Linked DNA regions of Mus musculus: region 2 is linked to region 1. The links are chromatin contacts, called in public Hi-C maps. All regions are on one chromosome and are shown on one strand. The core of a region is the stretch at or near the end of the contact, and the rest is flanking DNA. Distances in the headings are between cores, read along the strand shown. Region 1 overlaps Fbn1 (fibrillin 1). Region 2 overlaps Fbn1 (fibrillin 1).

Region 1 (6,543 bases), core at 2,423-4,922:
TAACAGAAAACTTAGTATCCACACAGATGCTAAGCTCCCTACTGAACAGTTTTGCCTTTTAATTTCCAAAGGCAGAATGACATGGTCATTGCATTTGTGGTTGGTTGTGCCTATCCTCCTCTGTAAGTCTAATGTGAGCACCCAGCCACATCTCAGAAGAGTGACCCCCTCTCCACCTGACAAAGTGAGTCACCCAAAACCCTTCATGGTTATGTTTTATTGGTAATATATTTATTTAGACAACTTTATAGGTAATATGCATTTATCACATCTTCATATGCAAATAAATGTGTTGACATATCAGAAAACTTTGGAATGATATAAGGTATTTTTATTCTTAAATTTAAATTATTTCTGTTTCATTATGTTTTACTTTTAGAAGATTCTTATTTTAGGTATTATCATCTCAAACACACGCAGAATATGTTGCTTAAGGCACTACAGCAGTCACTCCTCTCTGGCCTCCTAAGAGTCCGCAGCATACTGTAGTCTTGAATATTTCATGTAAAACTCAAGTCAACCTAGAGAGAACTCTCATCAGAATTAAGAAACTCAAGATTAGGTCAAGTTAGTAAAAGATCAAAAGCAATTTCAAAATTCTCCATTCTTAGGAACAAGAACAAAATACAATGATGACAGGTTTTGTGACATTCTTTTGTGATGTCACTGATAATCATGACATGAAAACACATAGGAAAGAATTATTTTTAATGATCACAGCAAGTTGTTTAGGTAAATTTTAATGTGGTCTCAACAGTTACATGAACTGACAGAGGTCATAGGGCAGACCAACATAGACTCGTAGCTTTGAACTCATGACTGGGAGCCTTAAGTAACTGGACAAGAGAGTCCATCACATCCCCAGAAATAAAGAAGGCCAGTGTAGGGATAATTGAGCTTAATGTCACATAGGTGTTTATAAAAGCAAGCCTCTCTAGGCTTGTCTAAGACTCCATAGCACCAACAGAGATGTCCACAGGCATGGTAGTCCCACACCGCAGAAGGTAATACACTAATCATAACTTTTGTGGAGTTCTGTTTTAATTTCCTTCTTTTATTTGTCATAATATTTGGCAAATAATTGTTGGTGGAATGAAGGAGCTGCTCCAGATACTCCAGAATGGCTAGGGCCTGAGTGTGAAGTGCCCCACACGGGCTCCTGTGTGCAGCCCTGGCTCCCCGGCTGTGGTGTTGTTTGGGAAGGTCAAAAGGCTTTGGTACCATGGCATAGGCAGCAGATGTGAGCACTCAAGCCAGGCTTGAGGATGACACCTGCTTCCTGGTCAATGAAGACCTGCCATCCTGCAAACCACCACCACAGGTATGGCTGCTCAGCTGTCGTCCCTCCCCATTATGACAGAATGTCCCTTGAAGTCACAAGTCAAAATAAATCCTCTTCCTCCTCAGTTGTTTCTATTGGGTGTTCCATCCCCACAAGAAAAGTAATGGAAGCCCGGCAGTGGTGGCGCACGCCTTTAATCCCAGCACTTGGGAGGCAGAGGCAGGCGGATTTCTGAGTTCGAGGCCAGCCTGGTCTACAAAGTGAGTTCCAGGACAGCTAGGGCTACACAGAGAAACCCTGTCTCAAAAAACAAAACAAAAAACCCCAAAACAAAACAAAACAAAACAAAAAACAAAAAGAAAAAAGAAAAGTAATGGATATAGAACTAAGACAGACTTTAAGTAGAAAGGACTAGAATTCTGTCTTGGGATTTTTAAATGTTCAGAGAAGGCAGAGATTAGACCCCACAGCCAGTAAAAGGCAAAGCTAGGGTTAGCCTGGACTTGGTTTCTCTGGCGACAGACACTTCCCTTGGGACAGGGATGTGTAACTAAGATCCTTAGTTTAGTAATTTCAGTTTTATTTTAAACTTTCTTTTAAAGACTTAAATGTTGATGCGACTCAGATAAACATCCATAAATCTCTTTTACTAAGTATAATTTCACAGTTAATCTGCAATATAATCCTCTCCAGTCTTCTCTTTATTAGCATATATTCACTGTATAAAATGGATCTGGTTATAGTTTCATACATGTATATCATGTCCTTGGACCATATTCAACCCCTAATTATCTCCTTTTTTTCTCCTTTGTCTAGTTGTCTAGTGGTCAAAGATACCACTATTTTCATATGCCTTTACCTTTTCCCTTAATCTTGCATTTAAGATGAGTACTTCTTTTGATAGAGGAATCTCCTTTAGTCACTATTACTAAGATTTAATATAAAATTAAAATCCAAGAAAATATTTTAAATTTTGCCCTGTTTTCAAGGTGAAAGAAATTCTAGTTGCAAGAGGGTGTGTGTTGTGAGCTTTGGGAGACCTGAGAACAGTGATTCAAGGGTCATAGTCAAGTCTCACGTTGTCAATACAATGGAGCATATTAGCTAGCTTCTGTTTTCAGTGAGTAAGACGCAGGTGAGAAAGAGAGCGGGTGATACAGTGCAAACACATTTCGGAGTTAACAGCGTCAGCGTGAGTATGGATGCACGTATGCGTGTGCACGCACACACACACACACACACACACACACACACACACACACACACACACAGACTCAGGCATACAACTCTTGCTAATTAACTGTTTCCATGGCAGACTTGGGCACGTGGAGGGGAAACTGAGCCATAAGGAAAACAAGCAAACAAAAGCACAGCACTGAAACGCTCTTCAATAGCATGAGGGAAACAGCACAGGTCTGCCAAGAACGTCTCTTTCTGTACAAATGTTCCCTTTTCTCCACAAGTTTGCTCCAGACAGAAAATTCATTTTTCAGAATAAGTGGAAGCCAAGCAAAGCAAAGAAATTCAAATTCAGGCTGACACTGCAACCTTCTTAACCCCACAGGTCCTCTGTCACAAAGGCTCACACAGGTCCTCTGGACATGGCCCCCCTGAAGGGTCAGGGTGAGCGGCAAGCAGACTCCGTGGCAGGACTTCGCCTACGCGCACAAATCTGCCACACAGGTCCGAGATGCATATTGAACTTCTGTAGCCTCCACAGCCACCATACAGAGAGAGAGCTTGCCACCTACAAACGCCTGTCTTTCTGCCCCTAGATAGCATCCGCCCCATGGATCCTGAGCCCGTGTGCTGGCACATAAGCAATCTCTAGAATTAGGGGCTGAGGAAGAGGGCATGACAGCTTAAATGCAAGTGCTACTTGGATTTCTTAATTTAGGTCAAAATTTGAGCCAAGACTATTAACCGAAGAGAACACCCATGGAGTTTCCACAGGCTGACAGCCAGAGCAGGAAAATTAGTGGTGATAAGAAAAGCAGGAGGAACTGCCCGGCTGCGGCATGGAATAGTAGGACTCTGAGACCAGCCAGAAACAGTTCTCATGTGAAAGGAAATCTTGCTTTTTTCAACAATTCTGATTTTTATCCACTGGTTATGTGATCATGTGATGCCAGGTAGGTTCTAAAAATTAGCTTGTGAAAGTGAAGACCCACTTGGGTGGCACCCGGCAATGACTTTATCTTCTTCCCATTACAGTTACTTAGAATGAGCAGCAGAGGTCACAGGAAAGCTGTGACCCCACCCACTTAAGCCAAAGACAGAGGATCCGCGTCCTAGGTTCCAAGCAAACACACATTCTCTCTCCATTAAATCAGACATTCCCTTCAGCAGTATCCACAGTTTGGACAAAGCTTAACAAGAAAAAAAAAATGAAATGCTTAGCATCTGTGTGGGCTGGGAATGCGAGTCAGTGGGTGGATTCTTAACGCTGCTGATGTGATTGGGAGAAGAAAACATGTTTATTTGTTAAAATGGAAACAATCAGTAATGACAAGGGAGCTGAAATATTTAGACAGAGCTGTAATAGAGCCCAGAGGGTGATTTTAGTTCTCATGAAACAAAGTCCCTCCTTAGGAAACAGCATATGTGTTCTTAATAATTGCTTCCCAGGGTACTCATTTAAAAATCTATCCAAATAAGCAGGGTGTGCATGTATGTGGTGTGTGTGCATGCGGGTGTGTACATGTATGTGTGTGTGTGTATGTGGTATGTATATGCATGTGTAAGTGTGTGCGTACATGTGTGAGCATGTGTGTGTATGTGGTGTGTGTGCATGTATGTGATGTGTGTGTGAGCATGTGTGAGTGTGTGTGCGTGTGAGTGTATGAGTGTGTGTGTGAGAGTGTGTGTGCTATGACACAGTTGCGACATTTCTTTTTGCTGTTACTTGTAGTGTGTCTTGCTTATCCACTTAGGCAAGATAAGTATCTCAGTTTACACTAGTTGTCTGGGACATTATAAACACTCCTCCTTAACGGGACCATCACCAAGGTGACCTGACGGTGCTCGAAGCTATGAGTAATACTGACTTGAAACCAGTCTGAAAGAGACCTAGTTACATGAAATAAAAAGACATTTTGGCTGATTTTTAAAAATGTGTTTTCAAGTGTGTGAGGCTTGCCAGTTCCTGTCTGTGTAAGTCATTTCCGGTCCAGTGTGATACCTTTGGCTGCTACTAACAGGGTTATTCCCAGGGGATCTTTTCTTCTCACCCTAATGCAGCCCCTCCTCCCATAGGTTACTGCAGAGTTCTTTGCCCAAGGGGGTTGTCTGGTTAAAGTCAGATGACTCTGATTTGTTTATGATCACAGACCAGTGGGAGAACCCAGAACACAATCGAGGAGTCTTCTCTTCCAGACATGAATATCATAAACTATTCTACTGTGATATTGCTCACAAAATGTGGGGCATCTTCCTACAGTGCTGGCTGGATATTGTCAAACTGAAAAGTAATTTTAAACTGCAGTTGAAAAAAATAGGAAGGTATTGGCCCTTCTGAAAACAAAACAAAACAAAACAAAAACAAAACAAAACAAAACAAAACAAAACAGAGTTTCTCTGGGTATACTTCTGTTCATTGGGCTTACTAATAGGTGACTTCTGTGCTGTCACATTGGCACTGACTCAGCCAGCCCACAATGAGTATGTCCTGTCCCCCCAGTCTTTGCATCTCTGCAGATTCAATTATAAAAAATTTCCCTTTAAAGATGGATTTCCACGCATGTGTGGCAAACAGTTATATTGAGGTCTCAGTAGACTTCACGTTGCCTCTAGGCATGTTATCTGAAATAGCAGTAAGCTCCTGTACATCATATCTATCATATCTACCTGTAATGACACAACAATAGCATAGACATAACCTGTCGTCATGGTGAAAGACCTAAAATAACCAGCTGCATGTTCACCAGTTAAATGGACTTTGGAAAGTGGAGCTCTACAGACTCTGCCTCCAGCCAATGAAGACTCTCCCAGAGACTCTGTCTCTTCATGATCATCACAGCCCTCTGAACTTCAGTGAGCTTTGTTGTTTTGTTTTATTTTATTCATTACAATGCAGCAGAGTTAGTCTACCCTCCTCTTCACGAGGCCAGACCACCATCCCTTAGCAAGCCTTATACTGACACTGGAAGCTGATGATAAGTGTTGAACCTGAGAGTCATTTGTACCTCAGCATCTATGTGGATGAGCTCCTGTTTACCAGAAGGGACCCCTAGCCAGGATTTCTGTGAGAAGCAACAAGGGAGCATAAAAGAATTTCAGTATTATGCCTCATTCAATGGCTTGGACATCCTGTCATTTTTGAATCACCAATAACATTACTGCCATGTATTAGTAAGTTTGATAATTAACACAGTCACTTTATAACTCATAAATATATTTTGATGCTTTCTTGAAATACACTGATACAATTAAGAGGGGGAGCCATACATTATCAAGTTGCCACTATGACAGTTTTAATGTTTAAGTCACAGGGCCTTGCCAAGCAACTTTTGGAATTCAAACCTAACCTATTACTTTTTCAATGTTTTTAAAGTAAAGTTGCCATTCAAGGTCACCATGATGTTTTAAATTATGTCATATGCCACAATCTGTATCTTTAATATAAGTTATTATAGTAAAATGTTACTGTCTACCATTGCATGTGTTTAATTTCATTATTTCATGTTTGAAGACTACATCTAAATACTTATGAAACAACGTCATGGCACAGAGTGGCTTCTTCCACTTGGTATTTAATATGATAGCCTGAAAATGTTGCGTAAGGGTTACTTAAGTGCTATTGATAACAAATAAGAAAACTGTGAATAGTTCAATTTCTTTATGCCATTAGCTAAGTCACATGGATAAAGACTTGTTTAGGCTAAAAAGTTAGTGTATCCAAAGCACTCTAACTTGAGGACTGGTAAGGACGGATAAAATCCAGGGCGTTTACTTGAAAAGTAATCTTAGTTGCAAAATGAAGTGTTGGCAAAAGAAGGTTGCTCTGACAAAGGGTTATGAATCTTCAGGAACCAGCATGCTCACTAATGTGATCCGAAAGCATGATTCTTAACCTATAAAGATTACGCCATTCATCATGTTCACTTATCCAACACAGTGCACAGTTATTTTCACAGATAGAAGAATAGGCTTTGCTTATGTTGGTTTTAATAAAGCATGGAAAGTTTCAAAGGGATAGAGGCTAAATTGAGGAAATATGGCACATGAAATAGCCACAATACAGTTAAAAATGTAAGTTTAAA
Region 2 (6,543 bases), core at 1,608-4,107, 99 kb after region 1:
TTCGGGTGAGAATTCTTGCTGTAAGCTAGAATTCCATACTAACCACTTATGTTGCCTTAAAAAGCTTCCTGTAATGCATTCAATACTTCACTTTTACAGCATAAAGACAAAACCAGAGTGTGGGTCACTCTATGGAGAATGTCAAAGTTTGATCCATTCTTCTTTTTCGGCAGTTACTGAGGCAACAACAGCATTTCCATACACGTCTTTTTATTTCTCATCAAACATCTTAGTTTTCTTTCCTTTTTCTTTTTACTCCAATTTTCCAGTTGTTCCTCAGGTACCTTCCTACACTGTGACACTATCAAAGGCCATACAGCCTATGTATACATCACAGCAAAGAGAACATATGGAGTCTTTAGGTTTCTGACAATCTGACAGTTGCAACATTTGCATTTCATGGGATGACTGAGGGAATCTGACAAATGTTTGCCACTTCTAGTCTCAGAAACAGAACACAATTGCTAACTGTTGGCCTTCAGTCAAACACCCCAGTTTCCACTGACCTAGGAAACTTGCTGTATGTAATCCTGCATCCAGTTTCAAAGTGTTTCTGTCCAGTCTCTACACTGCCCTGTGTCTTCTGTATGCTGCTTCCTCTGTGTGACTTTGCAAACCAAGACTCAGGCTATGGATGTAGATAACCCCACAGGCAGGAAGTGTGTCTTGGTGGACACCCCAAATAAAGCATGGGAAAAAAGAAACCAGATATACATTAGGCCATTCCAGTGAGTCAAGACTGTGCCAAAAGCCACACACCCGAATTTGAGTTTCTTCTTAAAGCCAGATCTTCTTGTGACCAAATATTTCTCAGGGGAAGAACACTGGCAGCATATTAATCCATGTCACTTTAGGCTACCCAAAGGAACACACTGAATGCCTGTCATTCTTAACCCCCCTCTTTGCAGCCACAGATTAGCTACACTGACTATTCTGTTATATGGAATTAAACTAAGGCAACGTCATAATCATGCACAGTGACTGGAAAGTTATGCTCCGTACGGCAGGCCAAACGCTTGCTGTGATTTTGTGCTGTTACCTTGGTAACTGAGGAAGCTAATCACTGAACATCTCCACAGCCATGTGGCCACTCACGTTCTCCACTTTGAGCCACAGGTGGGGACAGGACAGATGAGTGCTTTCAGCACTCATTGAATGTCTTTTAGATTAAAGGCATTCTCTAGTTCTGTGACATGGCAGTCCCAAAGCTTGTTCCCACAGAGACTTTCTACTTCAAATTCCCAGTTGTTTGCATGATAAAGAGAACTCCATGCCTCCTGAGAAACAAGCCAGACTGATCCCAAGAGACAACTGATTCTCAACCTTTCCCTGGCTCCTAGCTTCCATGACCGACCCTCAAAAGAGGCCAGAGAAAAGGCTCGGCGGTGGAAGCATTAGCTGTCATGCCTGATGACCTGACATCCGAGAACCCACATAGTGAAGGAGAGACCCAGCTCCTGAAAACACACACACACAAAGAGAGAGAGAGAGATTTCAAGCTCCTTCGGGACCTCTTCTCTTCCTATTTAAGCCAAAGCTCAATTTCCATGAGGCCTCAAACCCCTCATATTTCAATAAAAATTTTATTCATCACAGCCTCAGCCAAAGACTGCCAATCATACAATAGCGTTTTATAATTAAAGACAATCTCTCCCAATAAACTCAATCCAAAAGATTTTCTTGGTCATATAAAATTGAGATCTTAAAAAGACTGATCAAAAGACTAAGGGACACAGGACAGAAATTACAAAATGTCAATCCAAAATTAAAGAGGTGTATGGACCGAGAGGAAGAAATAAAGACGCTTAATATCAGAGGGTCCATTAAAAATAGCCAATGAGCCGGGCAGTGGTGGCGCAAGCCTTTAATCCCAGCACTTGGGAGGCAGAGACAGGCAGAGTTCTGAGTTCGGGGCCAGCCTGGTCTACAGAGTGAGTTCCAGGACAGCCAGGGCTCCACAGAGAAACCCTGTCTCAAAAACAAAACAACAACAACAACAACAACAAAACAAAAAACCAAAAAACATAAACAAAAATAGCCAATGATTGAGAGTGGCAGCCATGGGTGCCACAGGTTGGGGGCACATCCACATGACACCTGAGCTGTTGTGGAAGCCATGGACCTCATTTTTAGGCCCCCACTTTGGTGTTGGCTACTAGGGTTCCCTCCAGCCCCAGTTTTCCTGGCTATAAAATAATCCTGCCTCCCAAGGCGGAGTGAGCTAGGGATGTCTATGTGTATCCTACAGGTCTAGGCTTCATGGCATAGGAGAGAGCACTTTTCACAGAATTCACTGGTTGCGTTTGACACTGTTCATAGTTTTAAAAGTTAGAGGATTTTCAACATATATATGGAAGTGCCATTGTTTTGTATACTAACCTAAAACCCAAAGCAACCCTGCCTACAGGGGTCAGGGGGTAGATCAATCATTTCTTAAGTGACTCAAAAGAATTGTGATAAATGCTTACTGAGTTACTGAATGCTAGACATTGGTTATAAGGTGGTGAACAAGATGAGTGACCACCTGCCCCCCCCCCCATGGAATAGAACCATGCTAACAAACCAGCAAACCCCTACTTGATTCTTTTTTTTTTTTTTTTTTTTTTTGGTTGTTTCGAGACAGGGTTTCTCTGTGGAGCTTTGGCTGCCCTGGAACTCACTCTGTAGACCAGGCTGGCCTTGAACTAAGAAATCTGCCTGCCTCTGCCTCCCAAGTGCTGGGATTAAAGGTGTGCACCACCACGGCCCGGCCCCTACTTCATTCTTATATAAACTGCTCCATGCAGCCTACTCTTGTACACAGTGATGTCACTATCTACTGTTTCGTTTTCAATATCTTTTAGACCCAGTAAGAACTTACCCTTCTGAAGCCCACAAAACCATACGTGGCATTCTAAAACAGGACATGACCAAACAGTATGTTGCTAGGTGGCTGTTGTTATTTCTGACAGAAACTATTACAAATGTATCTAGTGACTGAGGAGGTGGCCATGACTTGTCCAAATAGCGACTGATTTATGGAGGGCAGAACTGCAATTAGGACATCCAAAGGCGTTCCCAGGGGATAAGTCTGCAGACATCCACTCAAAAGCATGCATTGTCTCATAATGCGTAGTGTTTCAACAATTCACGTTCATGGTGTCCTTGTTTCTAGGTCACCCAGATTCCAACTCAATGATGATTCCAGGGAAAAACTAGGGGCTCAGAGCTGCATGAGCACAGGAATTAGAGAAAGAAAGCAATGTACATGATAAAATTATCAAGATCCCTCTGTCTTCAAAGAAAACCACAAAGAACCCTCTCATCTTAACAGAGTCAGTATTTCAGGGCTCATTGGGGGCATTTTATGTATCAATCTGAGACTTGGTCTATTAATGTAATGAAGAAAAATCTATTATATGAGGCTCCTCAGTATGTCCAGAAGAGGTGCTATGATACCAGCACAGTTTAGGAGCTGGGGCAATTGTATTACATCTGCTACTTCAGACATGCGCTCTCTCACCAATACACAGTAGTAACTTTATATCTCCTCTCCACTTATAGCAATTTCCTTTCAGGTTAGGATGCCTAAAATGATCTATTTATATTTGTAATTGTATGAAAATGTGTAGGTGTGTGCATGTGAGAGGTCTATGCATGTGAGTGCAGGTTTCTCGGGAGGCCAAAGGTGCTGACTCCCTTGGAGGCTGTGAGTCGCTGCCTGACGTGGATGTTGGTACTAGAACTGGGGTCTTCTGAAAAGAGACGTGTGCTCTCTTAACCACTGAGTCATCTCTCCAGCGCTAAGATGCCTTCTTGTTCAGGCTGAGCTTCATAGACCTTAACACTAATAAAGATGCTTTGAAAGCTGTAGGTTTAAACTACTCCAATATTTTGGTTTTCAAAGCTTGCGTCTTCCAGAACCAACATTTTTATTGCTTTGAAATAAAAGAAGAGTGGCTTGTGGTGCTACACCTGGAGGCCTTTTTTGACTCCAACCTGACGATGCTGTCTGTAGACTCAAGTTATCAGAGCCACTGTAAAATTAAGTATGAATTCGGGCAGCTGCTCCTACCGTTCTGCCAGCCATCAGTATCTAACCCGTCTCACTGATTTTTAGAATGCCACACTACTGAGGGTCACACAGCTGTTGTTTGAGTGCGAAGCTTCTCCTGTAATCTCCACCTGTGTGAACTTGGTCCCCAGTTTTTGGTGGGACGTTTTAGGAGGGTTGTGGAACCCTTAGGAGTCGGAGCCTCTCTGGAGGAAGTGAGTCACTTGTGGTGGGACTTGGGGGGGGGGGGGGTAGCAGTGCTTCCAGGCAGCTCTCTGCTACATGACTGTAGATACCATGTGACTAGCCACTTCCGACCCCTCCTGCCATGCTGTCTCTGCCAGGACAGACTGTATCCTTTCTTAAACCACGAGCCAACATTTGTGTCAGATATTTTATAACAGCCATGAGAATAATAAGGAATAAAAACACACCCCTAAAGTACCTCTTTTATCTTGCTGCTGGGTTTTTGTGAAGGGGCAGGTTCACACTTCATTTGGTTGTATGTGTCCATAAAAGTAGTAAAACCTTCCATAAACTTTATCTAGGGTGGACAGTGAGCGCTTCTCACAGCCTCGATCGGCATTATATATTATCAAGGATGTGGCCGACCTCTGCTTCCTCATTATTTTTTGCACGTTGCCCTCCTGTGGTGTCAGTCTGTGGTACAACTGCATGCAATAGCTGGGCGTGTGTTAAGGAAATGCATATGGCTGATAATATATTCGAGAGGAAAGCTGGTTGCATCTGAATCGATCCGAAAACTTCTAAATGGAGAGTGGGGGATGCGGGGGGGGGGGGTGTTGGTGATCACAGTAGAGCCTCTAAAGGAGAGGTCTGATTTTATTGGTATGGTAACTTTCATGACATCATTTATGAAGAAGCTACATCTGGCAAAGAGTGAGGACGCCAGTCACCAGCAATGCATGATTGAGTCCTGGGTTCAGTGCTTCCACTGTACCTTCTCAACACTTTCACCAGGCACAGGCCTTCATCACATCCATTGTACAGATCAGAGAAGTAAAACGAAAGCAGTTAGTTGCCTACGGCCCCATGGCCAGCAAATGGAAGGATTTCTCTCCAGAACCTGTGCCCTTAGTATATTCCCAAGAATTCCGGGAATGGCAAAGCAGTTAAGAAAAATGATATCTCCTAGACAGGAATTTTTTTAAGTAACATTAAAATGATAGTCATATAATATTAAAATGAAATAGGGGCTCCTTTGGGGTGGAAGTTAGTCTGGAAATGATTTTCCTATTAATTCCTCTAATTCATAAAAGATAAAGAAAAACAACCCATAAGCCACAAGGAGCCCACAGTGAGGGACCCACGATGGGGCTGTGGATGTCTTCAACCAGCTGTCTTCTATGGGTTTTGTGAGAACTTGTCCCACTTGGTAAGTGGAAACATGACAGGAAGAATGTGGTTCTAAATGAAGGCTGACAAGCGCCGAGCTACTCCAGGTTATGAGCTCTAAAAAATAATCAAGAATTTTCTATGCTGTTTAAAGGCTGTCTTCCTCAAGGAAGACAGGTCAATTCTACTGCATACTGTTTCCAGTGCCAGCCCCGAATCATTAAGATGTTCCGTGTGCCTTGGATTTTATTCTTCCCATGCTAGAGAAAGGTGCAAAATACTGTCCTCTTCTCAAGTGAAGTTTATAAGTCATATAAGGAAAGACTGGATCGAAACTGCTGAGGGGACCTTGTGTTGCTTTGCTCTAAAGTTCATGAGACTGATTTAGAGAGACCAGGATCTCTGAGACAGCGCAAGCATCCCAGGGTGACTTGACGGAAAGCCCAGCTCCTCAAAAGCAAGCCCGAGCTTATAAAAAACACTTTCCCTTTGGATAAACATGGGCCTGACTTGCAAGCCTTCACTTATAGCCTGGCTCAGTGTCCTGCAACAATGAAGGTCAAAGGGGCCTCCGTGGGGACAGTAGCCAGGGAACAGCTCACCAGAAAGAAACAGACACAGCCCTATTTTATGAATTGAGACCCTAAACCAGTGGTTCTCAACCTCCCTAGTGCTGCAACCCTTTAATATGGTTCCTCATGTCATAGTGATCCCCAACTATAAAATTATCCCCTTGCTACTTCATAACTAATTTTGCTACTGTTATGAATTGTAATGTAAATATTTGATATGCCAGATATCTGATATGTGACCAGCAAAGTGTCGCAACCCACAGGTTGAGAAATGCTGCTCTAGAATATTTTCATTTTCTAAGGAAACAAAGATCCCAATCTATTGTCGACTTTTAAAGTTCTGGAACAATTCAGAGCCAAGGGTTTGTTGATGAGGAGGCACAGTGGGAAAGCTGTTGAATGCTCCATTCATGTCCTCCACAGACTCCATCCCTCCACACAGGTTGGTGATAGGCATTTACAGTCATGTCCACATGGGATACAGAACATTTTCAATCCTCTCAGAGAATGAGGGAGTGTCTTTACAATGATGCTCTTCATCCAAAACCACCCAGGAGTTTAGCTGGTCACCTCGTCGGAGTG

Evidence for each region. Hi-C and Micro-C count contacts between places; a contact is called where the count stands out from the background.
Region 2: a contact with region 1 is called in a Hi-C map of Sertoli cells, with 2.1 times the contacts expected there. The contact joins two enhancer-like sites. A contact is called at or near these places in 4 of 484 Hi-C or Micro-C datasets (Sertoli cells, liver, nephron progenitors and 1 more) and 1 of 115 datasets of contacts at active chromatin or transcription factors (acute myeloid leukemia).

What each region holds. Positions count from the first base shown.
Region 1 is chr2:125,352,184-125,358,726 of GRCm38.p6, forward strand. All of the region lies in intron 32 of Fbn1 (fibrillin 1), which reads right to left. Among named protein-coding and RNA genes, the nearest start is that of Dut, 110 kb to the left of the region's middle. Within about 2 kb of position 3,673, at least 60 of the 459 cell types and tissues checked have an H3K27ac peak or open chromatin away from gene starts, as enhancers often do. A contact at or near this core is called in Sertoli cells, where this site is marked.
Region 2 is chr2:125,451,929-125,458,471 of GRCm38.p6, forward strand. All of the region lies in intron 6 of Fbn1 (fibrillin 1), which reads right to left. Among named protein-coding and RNA genes, the nearest start is that of Fbn1, 51 kb to the right of the region's middle. Within about 2 kb of position 2,858, at least 7 of the 459 cell types and tissues checked have an H3K27ac peak or open chromatin away from gene starts, as enhancers often do. A contact at or near this core is called in Sertoli cells, where this site is marked.